2 separate regions of the Mus musculus genome follow, and region 2 is linked to region 1. A link is a contact called in public Hi-C data. All regions are on one chromosome and are shown on one strand. The core of a region is the stretch at or near the end of the contact, and the rest is flanking DNA. Distances in the headings are between cores, read along the strand shown.

Evidence for each region. Hi-C and Micro-C count contacts between places; a contact is called where the count stands out from the background.
Region 2: a contact with region 1 is called in a Hi-C map of cerebral cortex, with 5 times the contacts expected there. The contact joins two enhancer-like sites. A contact is called at or near these places in 2 of 484 Hi-C or Micro-C datasets (cerebellar granule neurons and cerebral cortex).

The regions. Positions count from the first base shown.
Region 1 is chr7:124,678,621-124,683,701 of GRCm38.p6, reverse strand. All of the region lies in intron 1 of 3100003L05Rik (RIKEN cDNA 3100003L05 gene), which reads left to right. Among named protein-coding and RNA genes, the nearest start is that of 3100003L05Rik, 28 kb to the left of the region's middle. Within about 2 kb of position 2,276, at least 12 of the 459 cell types and tissues checked have an H3K27ac peak or open chromatin away from gene starts, as enhancers often do. A contact at or near this core is called in cerebral cortex, where this site is marked.
Region 2 is chr7:125,180,016-125,185,096 of GRCm38.p6, reverse strand. No RefSeq gene overlaps it. Among named protein-coding and RNA genes, the nearest start is that of Gm30501, 28 kb to the left of the region's middle. Within about 2 kb of position 2,221, at least 12 of the 459 cell types and tissues checked have an H3K27ac peak or open chromatin away from gene starts, as enhancers often do. A contact at or near this core is called in cerebral cortex, where this site is marked.

The DNA of each region.
Region 1 (5,081 bases), core at 1,027-3,526:
ATCAAGGTACTTATTTGGAAGGGTTTTGCTTTAAAGTTCCAGAAAGGGATGACGTTATGATTACAAGAATCTCTGGAGTGAAGAGCCAAATGGGAAGACGAGAAAATCAAGAGGAAGGTTTGAAACGGGGGGGGAAACTGGTGAGGACTAATTATGATGACATATAAGTTGTGTTTTCCTCCCCACATTAGGGTTAAAGTTCTGATTTTAGTCTGTTAAAATACAACTTCATGATATAGGCAAGATGGCTCAGCAGATAAAGGCACCTTTGCCTCCTGAGACCTTAACCTTGACCTTTCAGCCTCTGGGAACTATGGGATAATATACCTCACATTTCAATGGCCTGCTTGTGATTCCTGCTCTACTAGCCCTGATCGAGTACTTCATGATGAAAATACCAGGCTAGATCATTCTGTACATGATTTTTACAAAGCTGAGGCTGACTTCCCTTTGTGTGCTTAAGAATTACCCCCAAACAATACTATTTTAATGGCTGTCAAGCAACTTCTAGCTGGTTCTAATGAAACCCTGAACCAGGGTTGAGAATCACCTGCCTATATGTGTGGTATCATCACCTACGTTTCTTCTGAGTCAGCTCTGAGCTGGAAGGTCATGTGCACACAGCAGTCCAATGTGCATCTCTTTCAGGTAGCTACTCTGTCATTTCCCACTGTTTTAGTTTCTTCAGAGTCCTGTTGACATTGCGAGATGGGTTTTTTTGGGGGGTGGGGTGGGGGTTGTTTTGTTTTGTTTTGTTCTTTAAACATGCATGGTTATTTAATTTCTTCCTTCTCTGGAAATATAAGCTTGGTGAGGTTAGAGCCCTGAACTGTTTTACCCTTTAGTGCTGGTGGGATGCTAAGGCGAGTGCCTTCCCTCACTATCTTCAACTTAGGTCAGGAATGGCAAAAGTTGGATTTGGGCCCAGGCTGGATTGAATTCACAGCCATCCTGCTGGGCTACTTATGCATTTATTATTTCCTTGTCCCCAAGTACTTTATTGACTGTCATTTTCCATCACAGACTTTCACTTTCTTTCTCAACAGAACTCCAATGGAGGACCCACCACTAGCTCTAATTGACAGATCAGAACACTGGGGTCCTAAATGTGGGGATTTCCTCACACAGCCTATGGGAGTTGTTTCTGTAGTTTGTCAGTTTCAGCGCCTTCTTATCCTCCCATTGGTTTGTTTCCTCCCTTCTCCTGGTCTGAAGGGAGATGCTCAGTTTCCACTGGGTATCTCCTTTTAGTTCAAGAGCAGCAGGATTTGGCCAGGTTCTATGAAGAACAGTCGGTATCAGCTTGACTTTAGACTGCCCATGTTCTAGAGGGTGCTCTACACCCTTCACATACAGGCAGTACGAGTGCACTCAATGGCTTTAACAGATGAGTTCGTGAAGTTGGATGGAGAAGTTGAGGGGATGAAGCATGGGAGGAGCTGGAGCAGAGCTAGTAGAGGGCAGATTTCATCAAAATTTATTATATTCATACACAAAACTCACAAATAATAGGTTTAAATAATAATAATTTAAAAAACTGCAGCACACTGAGTCAGACACTTCAGGAGGAAGAATCGAGAAACATCTTGGCACAGCTATTCCCAGCCTTAAGCTGTGCAAGATTCTTCCCATAGCTCTGCCAGCCCAAGGCTGCCTGCTGGCACTTGAGGCTCAAGTTAGAAAGTGGGAAGTTTGAAAGCTTCTGGAAGAAGGTGAAAGGGATTTGAATCCAGCTCCTTGAGGCTGTGACAGAGCTGGTGGGACTCAATTGGCAAAGATCTTAAGGGGACAGATGGGCACCATGAGTGTCTATTGAGTGTCTGGGGTATCGCTTGCCACTAGTGATCACTTGCCCATGCAGTAAGTGGTCTTGGACAGTGTGGACAGGGAGAGTGGGAGTCCTAGTTAGAGCCTCTTCTCTTGGTTGATGCAGTTCTGTTCAGTGTATCATGTAGCTTAACTTTCTCCAGTCTTTTGTCCCTGATTCAGCATAAGTCTTTGTTATTTATATAAAATCACATTTCCTACAATCTTTCCTTCCACATGTAGCAGTCTGGTCTCCTTCCAGCTTTGCGCCCATTCCACTGGCAGAGTGATGGCTATGTGTAAACACCACGAAGGCTGCTTAAAACCTCCAACAGGTTTCTCTTTTCCATAAGATGTGACCCCAGTTCTGAACAAGGTGTCCTCAGCATTCTACTTAGGTTCCCTAAGGAGCCTCTTCCCGCCCACCTTACAGCCCTTCCTTGTCTGTGCGCCAGGCCTTCTGGCTCGATTTCGGTTTCTAAACACACCGTGTTCCCTCCAGTCTCCAGGCCTTTACACAAGCTGTTCTCTCCGTCTGGCATAGCTCTTCCCCATCCGCCACCACCACCACTGCCACCACCGCCATCATCACCACCATCACCCTGCTTAACCGATTAACACCTGGCCATCTGTCAGAGCTCAACTCAGCTGTCACTCTCCCAGATGCCCAACAAGACACAGCCCCTGTCTCATGCCTCCCCAGCATCTAAATTGGCCGAAATGTGCCTTCATTCAAAGCGATCACTTGAGCTTATAGGTCAATGTTCCTGAGAATAGACTTCACGTGAATTAGTTCGTCTCTTAACCTATAAAATGATTGGAGTAGGTTCTCAATTAATACTGTTTTCTCATGTGGATCTCTGTCTCACTAGGCGGAAAATTAGGGTTTAGGAAGAATAAGTTGCCTGTCTAGGATTGTTCAGAAGATCTGGGATATGGACCAACCCCTCACTACCTAACATATAGCCCTTTCAAATATGTCAGCCCTGGCAGAGCCTCATGGGAGGAGGGAGGAGCTTCTACTGAAAATTTCATTTTGGCCCCTGAGAAATAAATGAGCTGTACCAGCCTCAGCTCAGCTGCACTACATCATAAGCCAGTTAAGGGACCATGTTCCTCAGAAGTGCCCTCAGCTGTGGGAGAGAGATGGATGGTCCCTAAAGGCTCATCTCATTATTCCAGGAGCCAAATTGGGACCTTGTTAAGGGATGGATTGCCCATCAGTAAGTAGCACACTAATTCTATAGCCACATGGCACAGGAGACTGACCAGGGCTCCCATAATGTGGCCTCTGGCAGTCTTCCCACCATCTAGACCTAATGGCAACTTTTAGAAAATAAACACAGCCCTCACAGAGCCCCCAAGAACACATTTGCTCTAATGTGGTTCAACCGTCTTAAGTGAGTGCCTAATAAATTAATGGTCCTGTTAAACACAGTTCATTGTGAGCTTCACTGTGCAGCAGCCATCAAAGGATGGGTTATTTCTAGGACAGTAAAAGCAAATCATAGCTCTGTGTGTGCATGTGTGTGTGTGTGTGTGTGTGTGTGTGTGTGTATGCACATCTGTGCAGGGCATCACTGTGCAGTGGTTATGTCCTAGCTATGCTTGTGTGCATGTGTGCAGGTTAGAGCACAGTGAAGCTGCACTCTGCAAACATTCACTGCACATGAAATTGTATTCCATGCAGCCTACCCTATGCTTTACAGAAACCATATGACACTGTCTACACTGGAAGGAATACTTCATAGTAGTTCCTCAATAAACATTTGTTTCAGTAATTAATAAGGTCATTAATAAAATCACTCCATGATTAATAAAGTTACTACTTACACATTATACTAACAATGACAACTATGATAAATGGAAAGAACAGAGCATTCCTGGGCAAGTGAACAAGGTTGAACCACACTGTCCAATACAGCCATGCATACCTGTGGGTGCTGGGCTGGAGCACTTGGGCTCTTTCCTTGGCTCATCTCTGCATTACCATAGTCAGTAGGACAAGCGGATGTCCAGAAAGTTTTTACTTCATGTTTGAGTGTTTTACAAAGAGACAAAGTAATGTCTTGAGAAAGGTTGGGGAGAGGGTGATTATAGGTAAGTTTGGGGTCTGGTGACTAAAGTATGAACCATTAATCAAGACACTTAAGACAGAAATAACCAAAGCCATGTCAACTAAAAACGACCAGCACACTCTGGATGCCTAGAGGATGCCTTGCCCCGTGGATTTGTGGGGTAGACAAGTGTCATCCTGCTTCTTCTGTTTCAGTTTCTGCTCCACAAGACAGACAAACAGCTTGGAAGCTCTGGGCTAGAAGACGGCCAAGTGATTGCTCTTGAGGGTTATACAGAATATGATAAGATAAAAAGAAATAAAAGGTCAGTAAGAGATGAGAGAGGAGGTAGAGAAGATGAAGGAAGAAGAGAGAAGAGTGCAGGTGGGAGAGAGATGAAAGAAGACAAGGAAAGGCCACGAGAGGGAGATGGAGAGAGGACATGGAGAGGCAGATCAGAGGGAGCAGACCGAGGAAGAGGACCACTCAGAGCTCTCATCCATTTGATAAAACAGAGTTTTTGTGGATGGTCAGGTTTGATTAAAACTTATGGCCAGGAAAACCAGAAGCAACCGTTCCAGGGCAAGGCTAATGGGATTAGTTCAGGACAGTTTATGATGTCAACATCATGGAGAGGGAGGAGACAGTCACACAGTGATGGCTGGTTCTCCTTCAGGAATGGGTGGAGATCCTGCCACCTGCCTGGTGGCTCACACAGATTCAAAAAACCCAAGTCTCCCTGGCCTGCTGGGTCTGTGTCCTGTGCAGTGCAGGAAAGGTTAGATGACACCACCATAATGAATTGGATTCACTGTAGGGACCAGGTTGTAGAGGCATGGCCACCATTCTCCATGAAGACACAGTAGCAAGAGATAATGGGATTCCAAGGATGCTGAGGAGGCTACAGCAGGCCCAATGCAGAGATGTCTGGTGAGCTACTTCAAAGAGCAGAGTGGAGCCATGAGCTGAGGCCTCCATGCAGGCATTGTGAGGGACAGTGATATTCTTAATTTCCAGCTACATTTTTATGGCCTATGGATGCTATAAGGAATGAAAAAACAAAACAAAACAAAGAGTGCCAATCATTTTCCGGGGGTGGCTGCTCTGTGAATAAACATCTTTTTTTTCCTCTCTTTTGGGGCACAGCTTATTGCTATTTTTAATTTCTGTTCCTTCTATTCTCAGATTTGCCTCCAGCTGCCTGTCTGCCACCTGAGT
Region 2 (5,081 bases), core at 972-3,471, 500 kb before region 1:
CCTGTGAAGCAGCTTGGTCCCTGTTGAGTGATTCTACTATAAAAAGGAGTCTCCCCAGCACCTGGATTGCACCCTCTTCCCCAAATGAAGAATTTAATCCCCTTCTACCACCTAGAGAGCTCTCATTTCTTCTAAAATCCATCTTCTTGCAGCCCAGAGGTACCTTTCCTCTTGCTATTATTGAATGTGTGGAGTAGACCTGGGCAGGACAGTGACTGACACTGGGAGAGAGGGCCCACCCTCCTGGAATTTACCTTCCCCTAAAGTTTACACAGAGTTGAGAATGATTTATTCAGGAGGGTCACTGAAGCATGGTTTCTAACTTTTCTTATTTAGCAAGCCGTTCCTGCTTCCTCTGCCTCTTAGCCAACTGCTACAAAGTGAGATGGGGTTTGGGAGCCAAGTTCATGCGCGAGGAGACAGGTAGTGGGACTTCTGAGAGGCAGAGTCTATTACAAGGTCCCAGGTGATATTAAAGTTCTTTGAGGACTGGGTTAGGTCTTTGGAGAGTAGCTTGCTATAGAGTCCGCTGGGACCTTCCTTGGTCCCTTGCTCCCTTTCTTCACTTGTAACCTTTCTTTCCTTTTCCCCATTGGGTCAAGAGACCCCCAGTTGGAGCCAGTGCCATGCTTTTGAACCTCAGGAACTATTTTTTGTTTGTTTGTTTGTTTTTGTTTCTTTTCAAGACAGGGTTTCTCTGTGTAGTCCTGGCTGTCCTGGAACTCACTTTGTAGACCAGTCTGGCCTAGAAATCAGAAATCCGCCTGTCTCTGTCTCCCAAGTGCTGGGATTAAAGGCGTGTGCCACCTCTGCCCGGGGAACCTCAGGAACTATAAACTTGCTGTTTTCTTTACAAATTACCCAGCTTCAGTCACATTCTTATAGCAACAAAGTGGACTAAGACACAAACTAACCATCCATTTGGTCATAAAGGAAATTGTCACTAGGAGAAAAAAAATGCTCTTTCTGCATCACTATTGTGAACATCTTCTTCCTCCCTTCTTTCTTCTCCCCTCAGAAGGGAAGAGTACCCTCTGATACCCTGTCTGCCCAAGCTGTACCATGAACAATGACTCCTTCTCCCTCCCCAGTACCATGAAAACTGACTCCTCCCCTCCAACTGTACCATGGACACTGACTCCTCCCCCCAGCTGTACCATGGACACTAACTCTTTCCTCCCCTCCAACTGTACCATGAACACTGACTCCTCCCCTAAGCTGGACCATGAGCACTGACTCCTCCCCCAGCTGTACCATGGACACTGACTCCTCCCCTCAGCTGTACCATGGACACTGACTCCTCCCCCAGCTGTTCCATGGACACTGACTCCTCCCCCAGCTGTACCATGGACACTGACTCCTCCCCCAGCTGTACCATAGGCACTGACTCTTTCCTTCCCTCCAACTGTACCATGGACACTGACTTCTCCCCTAAGCTGGACCATGAACACTGACTCCTCCCCCAGCTGTACCATGGACACTGACTCCTCCCCTAAGCTGGACCATGAACACTGACTCCTCCCCCAGCTGTACCATGGACACTGACTCCTCCCCTAAGCTGGACCATGAACACTGACTCCTCCCCCAGCTGTACCATGGACACTGACTCCTCCCCTAAGCTGGACCATGGACACTGACTCCTCCCCCAGCTGTACCATAGGCACTGACTCTTTCCTCCCCTCCAACTGTACCATGGACACTGACTCCTCCCCCAGCTGTACCATGGACACTGACTCCTCCCCTAAGCTGGACCATGAACACTGACTCCTCCCCCAGCTGTACCATGAACACTGACTCTTTCCTCCCCACCAACTGTATCATGAACACTGACTCCTCCCCCAGCTGTACCATGAACACTGACTCCTCCCCCCAGCTGTTCCATGGACACTGACTCCTCCCCCAGCTGTACCATAGAGACTGACTTTTCTTCCCCTCCAGCTGTACCATAAACACCGACTCCTCCCCCAAGCTGGACCATGAACACTGACTCCTCCCTCCCACGCAGCGTCTTTGTACGTCCTTTCTGCCTCTTTACTTTTGTCATGATGGTCTCCAAATGCTGGAGAATTTCTCCCACTTTGGAAAAATCAGTTTGATAACCACGGTCCCTCCATGTCCCACTTTGCCTCTGTTGAGCTTCAGCAGCCGTCTCTGTACCACCTCAGGAGGTTTTAAGATCAGGTGCCTGCACTGCATCTGAAAACAATAAAAGAGCAGCGTGCTGCAGCTGAGCGGAGCCTGACATCAACAGGCTTCTGAGACGTCTCCCTGGTGTTTCTATAAGCAGCCCATGGCAGAAAGCTGATCTTTCATTGCCCCTCCCCCACAATAAAAACATCGATTTAAAATTAGCCTGAGATACTGTCTCTGCCTCCTTATCTTCGCAGTGGTGTCTGAAACTGCTTTGGAAATGTCACCAGTGAATGTCTATACCTTGCTGACCCTCCTGCTCTTCTGACCTGGTTGGTGGGCTCCTCAGATTTTCTCTGAACCTCACGCTGTATTCTCCCGATCAGCTCTTTCTCTGCTTCTCTGGTAGGCTCCATTTCTAGAGCACTCTGGGAATGGGTGTTCTCTTGACATCTCAGCCCCTCTTCCTGATTGGTGAGCTGGTCTATCACTCCTGGTTCAGCAACGACAGCTCCCAGAAGTCTACACCTTGCACTCCAGGACTCCCTTTTCTACCACATTTTGTGCAGCTCATGTGCTTCTCTCTAACTCTGGCTTCCTGTGCCCACTTTCATACCCCGCAGCTCCTACAGAGCATCTCCCTGTCTCCCCCTCACATGCTGTGAGTCACTGAGTATGAACATTCTAATGCCAGAACTTATTCTCACCGATCTTCTCCATCAATTGCTCAGTTCAAATCCCCATGTGAACTGCCCAATTGTTCTCTTGGTCCCACCTGTAGGACCGCCTTCTGTAGACCTTTCCCCACAGGGCTATGGAACAGAACTCTTTGTAATGCAAAACTGACTATAGCTTTACTTCCCTAAAGTCCATTTTTCAATAGCACAAATGTTAAAAGTCCAGGCAACTGAACATGTGTGTGCTTGAGACTCTGGACAGCTTATAGAAAAATACCAATAGATACGGACAGGAGATGAGAGGAGGCAGATGGATCGCATGCAGATGGATGACCGGAGAGGGAAGCAGTGTTGCACCGTGGGAGGAGGGGAATCTTCCCTGACTTTCTGAACTTGTGACTTGACTTTTAAATCAGGTGAAAGAACTTTACCAACTCAACAGCTCCGTCAGAAGATGTGCACAATTTCAGCTACTGTACGCTCCATTCCTTCCTATGGTGGTGATGCTGGTTATGTGCATGTCTGCCCACCAGGGGCCAGGAGTGGATAATGGATGACTCTGGCACATATGTGGGTACTTCTCTCAAGGATGGCAGAACCCAGAGTTGTTTCCTGCACCACCCTCTTCCTTCCTTCTCCAGGTCCAGGCTGTATATCTCACCCAAGTATTCCACAAGCTACCTCTTGTCCCAGCCCTCATTTTCTGTATTCCCTGCCCCACTCCACACTCTGAAGCTACCCTGTCCTCCCTGCAGCTACTGGAAGGAAGTTTCCATCTCTGTGCATTTGCCTCAGAAATGAAGCCTGGACATTTTCTATTCAGCCTTTAAAATTCTTCAATGTCAGCCGACACTATCAGGGCACCTGGTATCCCAGCTGATCTGACTGGAATAGCTCTGCTAACCAATGGGGAAGTTTTGTCTCATGTAGGTAGGGACTAGGTCTGTTCCACTCTGAGTTCCCGGTGCTGGGCAGAAGAATCTTTGGCCTTAACATATACTTGTGGGATAAATAATTAAACGGGCAAATGAATAAGCAAATTTAAAAAGAAGATGACTGTTGAAAACACCCAGGGATTCACCCTTCAGTCAAAATGAGGTACTTCAAACCGTTCTGCCTAGGAGTGTAGCAGGAGGGGGCCTTGAAATGGGTGCTCTCATTTTGACCCCAAATTGGTGATCTTTACTGGGCTCCAACATTATCCTGTTAGTTATGTTCTTGTGTGGCATAACCAATTCCTCCATGAGCCTACAAAAACAACACCCTGAGAGTCAGGTATCTTTTTTTTTTTAAATTTATTTTTTTATTAGGTATTTTCCTCGTTTACATTCTCAATGCTATCCCAAAAGTCCCCCATACACAGCCCCCCAATCCCCTACCCACCCACTCCCCCTTTTTGGCCCTGGGGTTCCCCTGTACTGGGGCATATAAAGTTTGCAAGTCCAATGGGACTCTCTTTGCAGTGATGGCCGATTAGGCCATCTTTTGATACATATGCAGCTAGAGACAAGAGCTCCGGGGTACTGGTTAGTTCTATTGTTGTTCCACCTATAGGGTTGCAGTTCCCTTTAGCTCCTTGGGTAATTTGAGAGTCAGGTATCTTATCCATACCTGTACCTGTAAGGTATTCTCGGGACACTGGAGATACCTGATAGATCTGTTGAACAAATAAATGGATCTGCTTTGAAACTGTGCAGCATTTGAAGGATCTTCAGTGCAGAATAGACTTGGGAACGCAGGCTTCAAAGAAGGCAAGGATTTAGGTGTACCCTGCTGGCTGATGCTGGGTTAAGACAGGCTCAAACAACCTTCAGGGAGAGGCCTCAGAAGCATAGCTACCACACATCTTATGTGCATATTCATTTGGAGAATTTGTTAGAGAGGAAGTCTGGGGAACTCATGGTAAGAGTTCAATGTGGGTTGGAAGTTAGCAGGAGCAAGAGGTGTGCACAGTGCCAGTTTTAAGTGTTTATTTGACATTGCTCAAAGTGCCTCACTGTATCACTCGTGGATTTGGCCTCTAGGATACAAATCATACACCTTTATAGGTGAAGAGATGGGTGCAGAAGGATGAGACAGCTTACCTCAGGTCACAGAAGCAGAGCAAGGCAAGGCTCCACCTTGCTTCTTGTGTTTCTCCATTGTTTACCCATAAATGACAGGTGGTCTGCCCCTCCCTCCAGTGTTGAACACCCCAGCTTCACTTCTAGGGCTTATCCCACCGCTGAAAGACTCTTTCCCCTTTGTATTTGGAGCATATCAAGTTTATTTTTT